Regions from separate parts of the Mus musculus genome. Here regions 1, 2 and 3 are each linked to region 4. Evidence: chromatin contacts called from public HiChIP or PLAC-seq and promoter capture Hi-C data. All regions are on one chromosome and are shown on one strand. Each heading gives the region's core, a stretch centred on a gene start, on an enhancer-like site or on the middle of the called end of the contact. The rest is flanking DNA. Distances are from core to core; before and after follow the strand shown. Region 1 has its middle 54 kb from the start of Ubr2. Region 2 holds the start of Mdfi (MyoD family inhibitor). Region 3 has its middle 22 kb from the start of Tfeb. Region 4 holds the start of Taf8 (TATA-box binding protein associated factor 8).

What was found. Promoter capture Hi-C pulls out the DNA fragments that hold promoters and counts their contacts. HiChIP or PLAC-seq counts read pairs in DNA pulled down with a chosen protein or histone mark.
Region 1: a contact with region 4 is called in a FOXA1 HiChIP or PLAC-seq map of pancreatic cancer cells. The contact joins the enhancer-like site here to the promoter of Taf8 in region 4. A contact is called at or near these places in 2 of 39 promoter capture datasets (cranial neural crest and hippocampal neurons) and 2 of 115 datasets of contacts at active chromatin or transcription factors (the NIH/3T3 cell line and pancreatic cancer cells).
Region 2: a contact with region 4 is called in a promoter capture Hi-C map of embryonic stem cells. The contact joins the promoter of Mdfi here to the promoter of Taf8 in region 4. A contact is called at or near these places in 5 of 39 promoter capture datasets (embryonic stem cells, hippocampal neurons, liver and 1 more) and 1 of 115 datasets of contacts at active chromatin or transcription factors (pancreatic cancer cells).
Region 3: a contact with region 4 is called in a FOXA1 HiChIP or PLAC-seq map of pancreatic cancer cells. The contact joins the enhancer-like site here to the promoter of Taf8 in region 4. A contact is called at or near these places in 5 of 484 Hi-C or Micro-C datasets (B cells, the G1E-ER4 cell line, erythroblasts and 2 more), 3 of 115 datasets of contacts at active chromatin or transcription factors (effector CD8 T cells, microglia and pancreatic cancer cells) and 2 of 9 other capture datasets (adipose tissue and liver).

What each region holds. Positions count from the first base shown.
Region 1 is chr17:47,063,432-47,066,397 of GRCm38.p6, reverse strand. No RefSeq gene overlaps it. Among named protein-coding and RNA genes, the nearest start is that of Ubr2, 54 kb to the right of the region's middle. Within about 2 kb of position 1,292, at least 82 of the 459 cell types and tissues checked have an H3K27ac peak or open chromatin away from gene starts, as enhancers often do. A contact at or near this core is called in the NIH/3T3 cell line and pancreatic cancer cells, where this site is marked.
Region 2 is chr17:47,831,916-47,834,695 of GRCm38.p6, reverse strand. It overlaps Mdfi (MyoD family inhibitor), which reads left to right and starts at 1,405. Exons shown (of 4, transcript NM_001276390.1): 1 at 1,405-1,752. The coding sequence starts at 1,677.
Region 3 is chr17:47,761,909-47,764,735 of GRCm38.p6, reverse strand. It overlaps a transcript of Tfeb not described here. Among named protein-coding and RNA genes, the nearest start is that of Tfeb, 22 kb to the left of the region's middle. Within about 2 kb of position 1,550, at least 163 of the 459 cell types and tissues checked have an H3K27ac peak or open chromatin away from gene starts, as enhancers often do. A contact at or near this core is called in adipose tissue, liver, myocytes and 1 more, where this site is marked.
Region 4 is chr17:47,500,760-47,503,689 of GRCm38.p6, reverse strand. Taf8 (TATA-box binding protein associated factor 8) reads left to right here and starts at 1,399. Exons shown (of 9, transcript NM_022015.4): 1 at 1,399-1,459; 2 at 2,250-2,406. The coding sequence starts at 1,421.

The sequences.
Region 1 (2,966 bases), core at 43-2,542, 440 kb after region 4:
TGGGGAGACAGACACGATGATCTCAGGGACTGGCTGACCAGCCCATGTGGCTGAATGAGCAAGCTAGGCTCAGTTAAGATACCCTCTCTCAGAAGCTAAGATGGAGAGACATCAAGGGAGATGCCTGATGCTGACTTCTGGCCTCTACAGACATGTACACACACACACACACACACACACAGACTCATAGCCACAGAGACTCACACAGACACACATAGAGAGGAACTCACACCCACAGAGTGTCTCTCTCTTTCTTTCTCCCCCCCCCTCTCTCTCTCTCACACACACACACACACACACACACACACACACACACACACAGACTCATAGCCACAGAGACTCACACAGACACACATAGAGAGGAACTCACACCCACAGAGTGTCTCTCTCTCTCTTTCTTTCTCTCCCCCCCCCCCTCACACACACACACACACACACACACACACACACACACACACACACACACATACACACACAGACTCACACAGACATGCACACAGAGAGAAACACATACACACAGAGACTCATACACTCACACACCTTGAAGAAGGAAAAGAGAGGTCTTTAGTTTGGCTTTGGTTTTCCATGTCTTTCTCAACCCCACCCAAGAGTATGGCCTGGAGCTTACCAACCCTGAGTTTGGCCTGGTAGTGATTGGAAAAGCTGAGTCACCGCTGGGAAAGAGGCCAACTCTGTGCTACATGAGGAGAAACCCTAGGCTACCCCATGCCAGGACCGGAGCACTTCCACTAGGCCTATCCCCTCCAAGAGTGGGTCAGTAAGTTCCCTTCATGGCTGAAGAGACATTAATGACGCTTGCTAAGCTTGTTGCTGTTGGATGTTGATTTTATCAAGAAGCCACTAGATAGCATCAACCGTGCCTGGACAATATGCACTTGCCCCTCCTCACCTGCTCACACTTGGCTCCACACAGGTTATTTTGAGGCAGAGCTTAATTTTTAAGAAATCAGTAATGAATCTTGTTTAATCTCTTAATCCTCTTGCCTAATTCTCTTTTACATTAAGGGATTAAATCCTGAAGAGGAGACATGGCCAAACAGTGACTCACTCTTCCTTCAGCTCTCTGTCCCCAAAGGCAGCGAGAGGAGAAGGCTTGGGTGGTGCGCACTGCTCAGTGCCACAGTCACCGGGCCCGGGCCCATCTAGTCAAACTTCCCTTTCACGGCACAAAAGAATTAGTCTTTAAGGGATGCTCATCTTGTCGCTGCTGTAGAGTGTCCTATCAAGTGGCTGACCTTGGTAGCTCATGGTCACACGTGGTCTGCCCGGAACTGCTTGGCTCACTGTGGGATGGGCCATCTGAGTCATCTGAAATCTGGCCCGGCCCCCTGCAAGCCTAGTCATTTGCTTGGTGACAGGCCAGGATTAGTGGCAAAGAAGAGACTGGGGCCCCGTGGAGAGGGGCCAGGAAAGACGCACTGGGGTGTTCTTGAAACTGAGGTGGATGAAGAGAGAGGGCAAGCCTCTAGCTAGCAGAACGGAGCCTGGGTGAGTCCATTCACTCTACAGAACCTGGAAACTTCTGTCCCGTTCACAGAGTCCTACAGCTCTCACTCTTGGCTCTCACTCCCTGCTTCCTGTTTGGGCCTGAGCTAATGAAGCATGGAGTGACAGGGCAGTGGGGCTTGAAGGACACCTGCTCAGGATTACCTGCAGGCTTACGAGTTCTGAATGGAACCTGGGACAGGGACATGTGTCTTCTGCCACACTTCATACAAACAGCAACCTTGTGAGCAGGACAGCAAAGGAGAGCTTGGTATGGCAAGATACAACCTCCTCCCCATGGAGCCCGGCAATCTGGCTTAACACCCATGCCCCTGGGATACCATCCTTTCAGGCAGGGCATCAAAATTGAGTGGCAACCAGCAATAGTTGCCACTATTGCCACTCTACCAGGTAAACACACTCTTGGCCTTACATTTCACTGGACTGGCCTGTCACACCATTGGCATGGTTGACCCCTGACAAGTGTCCTGTCTAGTCTGACTGAAGGATCTAGACCTCAAACTCAGAAATTGCCTGTCTCTGCTGAGAATCCCAGCCACTGCCTTGGAATTGTTATTGAAAGTACCCAAATCACTCATCAAAGATGAGCCGTATGCCTTGCCTGGTTCATAGCTGTGTTCCTCCCACTGTAAGAAAGAAGGGTTTTAACCGTGGAGAGACGGGTAAATGTGTAACAAGGAAATGCTGTGGCCTCTCAAGGATCCAAAGCAGAACAGAAAACTACAAAAGGATTCTGGGAAGCAGATGATCGGGTGTGGAAGGTCACATCTCTAGACCTGTGTTTGCCCCTCCCTCCAGCCCCTTCCATGTTCCTCTGGCTTCTCCACACCTTGCAACTGAGCATAATAATGCAGCCAACATTTTAATCTACAAAAAAATATGAGAGAGAGAGAGAGAGAGAATATGAATATGCAGGAGAAGAGGAGAGGAGAGAATAAAAGAAAACCCTGGAGTTAGAGAGATGGTTTAGTGGTTAAGAACAGTTGCAGAGGACCCAAGTTCAGTTACCAGCGCCCATGTTGGGAGGCCTCCTGTAACCCTAACTCTAGAGAATCTGATACCTCTGTGGACACCAACATGCACAGCTTCGTGATCTCACATAGACACACATATACATACACACACACACACACACACAAAATAAATAAATAAATAAATAAATAAATAAATAAATAAATAAATAAATAAATAAATAGAAGAAATCTTTCTTTAAAAAGAAGATAAAACCCTCAGACAGGTATGGGGGCTCCTGCACTTAGAAGGTGGAGGCAAGAGCATCAAGGGTATGCTTAGCTACGTGGCAAGTTCAAGGCTAAACTGGAATACCTGAGACCAACAATCCAAACAACCAAGGGGGTGGGGAGGGAGGGAATTGGGGAAGGAACAGCAAGGCAGAAAATTCTAAGACATCTTAAGAACAAAAACTGGGGAAGTTCAAT
Region 2 (2,780 bases), core at 156-2,655, 330 kb before region 4:
AGCTAAGGAGAGACTGGGGAGCTGCTTTTGAAGGCAGGTGAGGCCCGGCCTACCGGCTCAGGTAAGCCGGGAAGAATGCAGCAGCCGCCAAACCCTCCCGCGGGCGCGTCGCAGTGACTCAGCCGCTACCAGGAAGGAGGAGTGCTCCCAAACTCTGCGACGCCCCCAGACAGCAGCCTGACCTCCGAGGCTCTAGGGCGCCAAGTCTCCCGCAGCGAGCATCTAGACGTCCAGGGCGGGACTCCCTCCCGTCCCACTTTCCCCCCAGCGCAGCCACCCCTGCCTATCCCCGGAACGTGGCCGAGGGCGGTGAGAGAGCTGCGGGCGCCGTGGGGGCCACGCGGGTCCCGGCCCCGACGGCGCCCAGAAGACCTACAAGAGCTGTAAGTAGTGACTTCGAGGACTGGGAGGCGACCGAGGGGGAGCTCCATCTTTGGCGTCCCAGCTTTCCTCTCGGTTGTAACGCAGGCTGAGAGGAGGTGTCCTGGCGCCGCCGCCTCCCTAATTAGCTCTGGTGGTGTGGACCCAGACGCCGCCGGGCTTGGAGGCAGCTCAGGTCCAGTGTGAGTCCCAGAGGGACTTCTCACCTGAGAATCACCTCCACGGACCTGCCAAGCCCCACCTGGCTGCCTACAAGCTCCTGGGGTCACTCTGAGGGTCTCCGAGCCCCCCCCCCACTTTTTGGTGACAGTTCCTCCGCACAGCCAGAGCTTACCATACCAGCCGGATCAACAGACTGGCCTCTCCTCAATTCCTTCTACACTCACCCTCGTGTGAGAAAGTTGGAGTGACAGCCTGGTGATGGGCAGTCTGTCTAAAATGAATTCCCGTGTCCAACTGGCACTGGCGGGGATGGCGGGCCTTGGGGGTGTTTTTGGCTGCTATGGGACCAGGAGGCTGATGCGACACCAGCCCAGCTTCCCGGAGAGCCAGTTTCTGACGGACTGAGCCCCTAACTCCAGGCACCCAGCTCCGAAATGGAAATCCAGGACTTGAACAAAGGGCACCAAAAGAACTAGATTGCTCTGATCTTCGGGACAACGCGATTTGAGGGCTACTACTATTCAGACCATTGTCCCAGGATGATTGTGACTTCTTTCTTTTGATATTCTGGAAACTTTTACAAAGTTTAAGACCGAAGGAAAACATGCGGCCCCTTGTGCAAGCCGCGAGGTTCTCCCGGCCCTGGGTAGGCGGAGATCTGGGGAGACTGGAGATCCTGGCTCTGAGCGAGGGGAGGAAACCAGACGAGCTGGCTTCCTGTGGGGGCTCAGGCCTCGGACGCCCCGCGGACAGACGTGTCCTGCCCTGGCAGCAGCGAGTCCCGCACGGGGGAGGGGACGCCTGAGGGGGGCTGAGACAGCGAGGAGGGGGCGGGGACGGGGTGGGCCAGGGAAGAGGGGAGGAGCGAGGGGGCTGGAACGAGAGAAGGAAGAAGGAAGGGGCGATCGGTGGGTGCGAGCTGGCGCTGGAATGGGAGCCAAGAGCGAGTGAGCGGGGAGGGGGCGCGGGCGACACCCAGGTGTCGCATGGCGGGGTCCACGAGGTGACCTGCCTAGGCCAGCAGCGCGCAGCTTGCACGAGTATGCGCTAGGGCACCCACTCCGTTTCCCCACGCACACGCGAGGGAGGCCTGCCCCGCCCGCTGAGCGCTGTTTTCTCCAGGTCCCAGGCCGATGTCCCAGGTGAGCGGTCAGTGCCCTTCTCGCTGCGACGCGCCTCATGGAGTCCCCAGCGCTGCCCTGGACCCAGGTAGGAGCGGGAATGGAGATCGAAGGTTAGACCAGAGTGGTGTGGAGGCTGAGAGAAGTTTTGGGGGTGGGGTTGTTGGTCCTCTTGGAGACGTACAGGCGGATGGCTCCCAGGAGCTTGGGTGGGGGTGGGGATGGGAAGTCTCAGTATTGGGGACCAGGTCCAAGGGGATAAGAGGGGAGTAGAGGGCTAGGGTGAGGAGGCAGGGCCCGGAGCAGGCGGCCATGGCTGTGCAGAGTTGGCTCCAACTCCCCCTAGCCCCAGCTACACACACACACACACACACACACACACACACACACACACACTCCGTGATGTCTGCGATGTCTGCCCATAATATTGGGATTTGTGGCCGAACCATTTCTGCCCAGTGTGTAAATATTTATGAGGGCCTTAGGCGGGGTGTGTGGCAGGGAGGGGGGGGCAGTGTCTGAGTCTCTCTTCTTCCCTTCCCCCAAACTAAGCAGAATGTAGCTGGAGCGCTCTTTGAAAACTTTTGTCTCAGCAACTAGTGGTTAGGAACCTGGCCCCTTCTCTCCTTCTTGCTAGCTGAAATTCCCTCCCGTCAGTCCCTACCCTACCCTATATGGGACTCACGCTGGCACACACACACACACACACACACACACACACACACACAATCTACAACGTAGTAAAATGTCCCTTCCCCCACCTCAGAGGCTAAACTACCCTGATTGCCCCAGGAGCCTACAGACTAAGGAAGAGAGTGTGGTTCCCTGGGGGCACCTCTGCCAATTTAGCCTTCCAACCCCCGGCCCTCACAGTCTAGAGTTTCCTAGAGGCTCATATGGACATCCAGATTCGTTCAGAGTCAGAGTGGCCAGGGTGCAGAGGTGTAGGCCCAGGTTTCCTGACTTAAGCCCCTATTTGGGCTCAGTCAGAGGCCCTGCCTTCCTCCCACCAAAACCAACCTCTCCTTTCCCCAACACTGTCAGTAATGAAAACCCAAGGTCATCCTGGACCTCAAACTCCCATCATGGCCTTGGACACGTTCTTTCTCCTGCTCT
Region 3 (2,827 bases), core at 301-2,800, 260 kb before region 4:
GAAGAAGAAGGAGGAGGAGAAGAAGAAGATGAAGAAGATGATGATGAAGAAGATGGTAATGAAGAAGAAGATGTTGAGAAGCTGAGGCACTGAGAAGTCTCTGTCCAATGTTTGAATTTTTTTTTTATTTCATGAGTGTGTCTTTTCCATGCATGCATGCATGAATGTATGTATGTATGTGTACCACGTGCATGCCCAGAGCCTGCAGGGATCAGAAGAGAGTGTTGGGTCCCCTAGAACTGGAAAGACAGATAGCTGCGAGCCACCATGTGTCGGGAATCAAACCTGGGTCCTCTGTAAGAGCAACATGTGTTCAGAACAGCTGACCCGAACTTCTAGTCCCCTGCCCCGGTTTCTGATTAGTGTGTGAGCTTTCCAAGGCCTTTCCTGGTGCTTCTCTTCCTCGGCACCACCCACAATCCTTCCAGTACCCAATGCTACCCTCTGGGTCACGCCTGCCATGCTCATGCATTGAGAGCTTGTTTTATCCACTGCTGTGTCATGAGGGGAGGACACAATGGCAGGGTGTTGGGAAAGGTATAAACGGAGCAGTACGTCCGAGCAGCACGGGGGGAGACTCCGGGACAGACACCACCCTGGGCGTCTCCTTCTAGTTCCTACCATCTCCACCTGTCCCCATGCGCCAATCCTGGCATCTCAGTCTCACAGGCACCTTTAAGGAATTCCCTGTCCCTTTGCTGAGGTACTGAAGGAAGATGCCGGGCCTCATGCCCAGGATGGGCAAGGCAGCTAGGAAGATGGGCCTGGGGACTGGGGCTCCTGGACTAGGTACAACTAAGGAGGTGAAAACAGGGACCCCACAGGGGACATGTCTGGGGACTCTCCCTTTGGCCTTCAGCTTGAGTGTAAGGCAGGGTGGGACCCTTCTTGCTGGGAGCCAGGTGGCTCATGGCAGGTTCCTTTGCTACAGAGGCCCCCTTCAGGCTAGAAACCTGAGGAGCTACAGAGACTCAAGCCAAACTCTCAGAATAGAAGCATCCAGAGGCAGGATGTCCTGTTTGCCAGTGGAACTAGGCCTGGGAAGGGGGCTCAGGCCCAGCCTATAGAGCTCGAGAGAGAGATTCTAAGCCCAGTCTTGGCCACAGCTCACCTCTGTACAACTTTCCCTTATTGGTAGGGTATATACAATACAGCTGGCATAGGGAAACTGAGGCAGAGCCTGCTTTCTAGCCTTGGAGGCTTGCTGCCCCCACCAACCATACCACCCTTGATTACTATTCCCTTTGCTTTACAGAGCACATGGGGGCTCTATGTCCTCACGTATCTGGTTCCCTTCAGATCCCAGACGAAGCTGTTTCTCGGGAAGAAGTTTGCCTTGCTTTTTCCAAGCTTGGCTGTGAAGAGCTGGGGGGTCCAGCCTGAACTCGGGGACCAGCAGTCAAGCAACTCCGCACCCCTGGCCCCACCACAGAAGTCTCTCCTAATCACCAGCGCCCCTGCCCCCTCACCAGAGCTTGAGGGCTCAGGCCCTTGTGGGAGCCAGTGCTGGTGTTGATAGTGCTGGTGCCAGGCCCATGACGCAGGCCTGAGGCCCAGGCACACAATGGGGCTGTGTGTACACCCAGCATCACCCTGGAGCAAAGCTAGGCAGGCCAGCATCTGGGCTCCGGCCAAGAATTCATTTCCCCGAAGAGAGCCTCCCACCCCTCCTGGGCAGCAGGCTGGAGAAAAGGCTACAGGGATAGGCAAGTACTCCCTAGCCTTGGTCCAGGGAGGAGAAGGCAAACAGGCCACTAGGAAGAGGGACTCCTGAATCTCCGCTAGTTGCCTGCTCTCTTGTGAGGGATTTTGCATGACAGAGACAGTGTATCCTGGGATTGTAGTCCCAGTGACGGAGAGGGCAGAGGGACAAGAGAGTGGCCTGGCCCCACATGTGGGACTTTTCTGCTCCCTCCACAGCCTGCCCAGTGTGGGCTTCACTTGCACAGGTTTTTTGAGGCACCCCGGACCTCTGGCCATATAGCCTGTACTGGGCATCCTCCCTGGGGGAATGAGTCACCAGCTGGCTGTAGCCAGCATGCCAAGCAGGCCGTGGGCAGGTTCAGCTGCCTGCTCCTCTCCCTGGCAGGTCTCAAGGCAGAAAATCACTCAGACGGTATCAGGTGTTGACCACAGTGTCCCAGACTGGACTTCGTCCGGCCACTTCCTCTGGGGCAGGGATCGCCAGTGCCTGCACTCTGGGCCTCCATGCCTCCTTTGGCTGCAGGCTGAAGCTCCACAGATAGGGGCATTAAACTGCAGGAAAAGGCAGCCATGTCCCCCAGGAACAAGCAGGGTTCGAGCAGGGAGTGAGAGTGAAGCTCCCGTGGGCATGGGGAAGGGAGGAAGCCAACGTGGTACCTCAGGCTTCGGCCCTTTGCTGAGATCACTTTCCGTTCTCCTGAGCTGGGAAGGCACCTGGTGACAGGAGCTTGCTGCCCTTGCTCCCTCTGAGGCTCCACAACAGATTACACAAATGTGCAGCCCACACTCCCCAAAGGTCACAAATAAAAGTCACAGTGACAACCTTTGCCCCTGAGACACAGATAGATGACAGGTCGCTCATTTTCCGAAGGGCAAAGGCCTCCATTTTCCTAGCCAAGCAAGAGTAGTCACGGGCATCCTGTCAGCCTCACACAGTAGAACATGCATAATCCATGTGTGTGTGAGTGGATGTGTGTGGATGGATGTGTGTGTATATAGGTATGTGTGTATATAGGTGTGTGTGTGTGTGTGTATGTGTGTATATGGATCTGTGTGTGTGTGTGTATAGGTGTGTGTGTGTGTGTGTGTTCAGATGTATAGAGGTGTATGTATGGATAGATGT
Region 4 (2,930 bases), core at 150-2,649:
AGCTGTCTTTTAGACACACTAGAAGAGGGCATCCAAACTCATTGCAGATGGTTGTGAGCCACCATGTGGTTGCTGGGAATTGAACTCAGGACCTCAGGACCCCAGGAAGAAGAGTCAGTGCTCTGATTGACCACTGAGCCATCTCTCCAGCCCAGTATGTGTTCTTAACTACTGAGCCACCTCTCTGCCCCAAAGTGTATTTTTAAAAGAGATTTATTTGTTTCAATTATATGAATACACACACTGTAGCTGTCTTTAGACACACCAGAAGAGGGCATTGGATCCCATTACCGATAATTGTAAGCCACCATGTGGCTGCTGGGAATAGAACTCAGAACCTCTGGAAGAGCAAGCAGAACCAAAGTGTTTTTTTGTTTTTAAATATTTATTTATTGCATACATGTGGGTATATTGGTCTTGTCTTCAGACACACCAGAAGAGGGCGCCAGATTTCTTTTTCTTTTTTTAAAATATTTATTTATTTATTATATACACTGTAGCTGTCTTCAGACACACCAGAAGAGGGCATCAGATCTCATTACGGATGGTTGTGAGCCACCATGTGGTTGCTGGGATTTGAACTCAGGACCTTTGGAAGAGCAGTCGGCGCTCCTAACCGCTGAGCCATCTCACCAGCCCCTCTTTTTCTTTTTCTTTTTCTTTTTCTTTTTTTTTTTTTTTACAGGGTTTTCTCTTTGTAGCCCTGGCTGTCCTGGAACTCACTCTGTAGACCAGGCTGGCCTCGAACTCAGAACTCCACCTGCCTCTGCCTCCCAAGTGCTGGGATTAAAGTCGTGCACCACCAAGGCCCTGCGAAGGCGCCAGTTCTCATTGTAGATGGTTGTGAGCCATCACGTGGTTGCTGGGAATTGAACTAAAGACCTCTGGAAGAGCAATCAGTGCTCTTAACCGCTGAGCCATCTCTCCAGACCCAAATTGTATTCTTAGTGTATTTCTGAGAACTTACTTCATACAAATGGCTTTGTTTTTGTTTTTATTTTTATTCTTTTCTTTTCAGGGAAAGGGTCTCCTTATGTAGTCCTAAACTGGCCTTTAATTCATTGCATAGCCCACGCTAGCCTGGAACTCTAGATCCTCTGGTCTCAGCTCCAAAGTGCTAGGATTACAGACGGCAGGCTCCTGGACAAAATATGTTTCTTTTAACTCAGTGCATCTCACAGTGCGTCTTCCAGATCAATTGCTACAGCTACTGACTTAAGTGTCCAAGAAAGCTTGGGTCACACAACGCCACGTGAGCTTGGGCTATCCCGAGCTCCCTCCACCCCCACCCCAGACTCACACGTGTTCGTAGAGCTTTTCTATAAGGCGGGGCACCCGCGGCCCCGCCCTTCTCCACCTCCCACCCCGCAACTACAAGTCCCATCGTGCCCCGCGCTCACGCACACTACGCAAGAGCAAGATGGCTGACACGGCGGCCGGGCCTGGTGGCTCCGGAACGGTAAGGGTGGAGAGGCGCGGCGTGAAGCCGAAAGAGTTTGGGTCTTCTGGATCTCTCCCACGGTTTGGGCCACGGTCTCGAACCGAGAAGCCCAGGCCCGCTCTGAGACCCGGGGCTGGAGAGTATCTCTGGCCGTAGGCGGTCCCCGCTGCTTGGCTTTTGGCAGCGGCCTCCTGAATTGCTGCATCTGAGACTTGATTGGCTTGTTCCTTGTTGAGGTGGGAACCCGGAACTCCTTCTGATTGGTCTGAAGAGGCTGTTTTTATCCTCTTACTGGCCGGCCGAAGTTGGAACTTCGTAAAATATTTACTTGCTCTGCCTTTCTCTGCGGTGATGCCTAGCTCTCCTCTGCATCCTGTGGTGGTAGCTGGTTTAATTTTCCTGGTTACTGAAATGGTGTGATGGGACAAGAAGATAGTAGATTTATTCGCTCAGTACCATCATTCGTGTATATATTCTTCCTTTGCTTTTCCCTCTCTCTTCCTGCCTCCTCTCGCGCCTGCCTCTGCCTCCCGGGTGCTGGGAATAAAGGCGTGCCCACCACAGACCCGCTCCTGTAACTTTGCTCCAGAAAGAAGTGAATGGGGCTGGAGAGATGGTTTAGTGGTTAAGACGGACTTGCTGGTCTTTCAGAGGACCTGAGTTTGGTGGAGTGGCTCACAATCACCTGTAACTCCTGCTTCACGGAATCCGGGCCAGCGCGGCACCTGCACTCGCAGGAACACACACACGCGCGCAAAACACACACATCTAGTGGTTCAAAGTCTCACTCTGGGCTTCTGATTTCCAGAGACCGGGAAGTAAGCAATCCACTAACCCTGCTGATAACTACCATCTGGCCCGGAGGAGGACCCTGCAAGTGGTTGTGAGCTCCTTGCTGACAGAGGCGGGATTTGAGAGTGCCGAGAAAGCGTCTGTGGAGACACTGACAGAGATGCTGCAGAGCTGTGAGTACCAAGAAACACTAGGCCCGCTGTTTCCTTTACAGACCCCCCCCCAGCTCCGTGAACTCCATCCCAGATTCTCTCTCCCCTTCTCTTGGAAGACTGTTAGAGACTCAGCTTCAGGCAGAAGAAACACACATGTCCATTGTAGAATGAGACTGTTTCGATGCTTATACATGTGGGAGAGACACAAATAGCAACCTTGTCATTTCAGTCGTCTGCAGCGGCATTAAGTGGCATTAAGTGTTACACAACTCTCAGCGTTATCCATGTCCAAAGCCCTGTATCCCTGAACAACACTGGATTCGGTCTTCTCCACAGCCCCAAGAACGTCTCCTTTCTGTCTTTGAATTTGTTTTTGTTTTTTAATATAACCCTTCCCCGCTTTGGTTTTTCAAGACAGGGTTTCTCTGTGTACCCCTGGCTCTCCTGGAACTCACTCTGTAGATCAGGCTGGCTTTGAACTCATAGATCCATCTGCCTCTGCCTCCTGAGTGCTGGGATCAAAGGCACGTGCCACCACCACC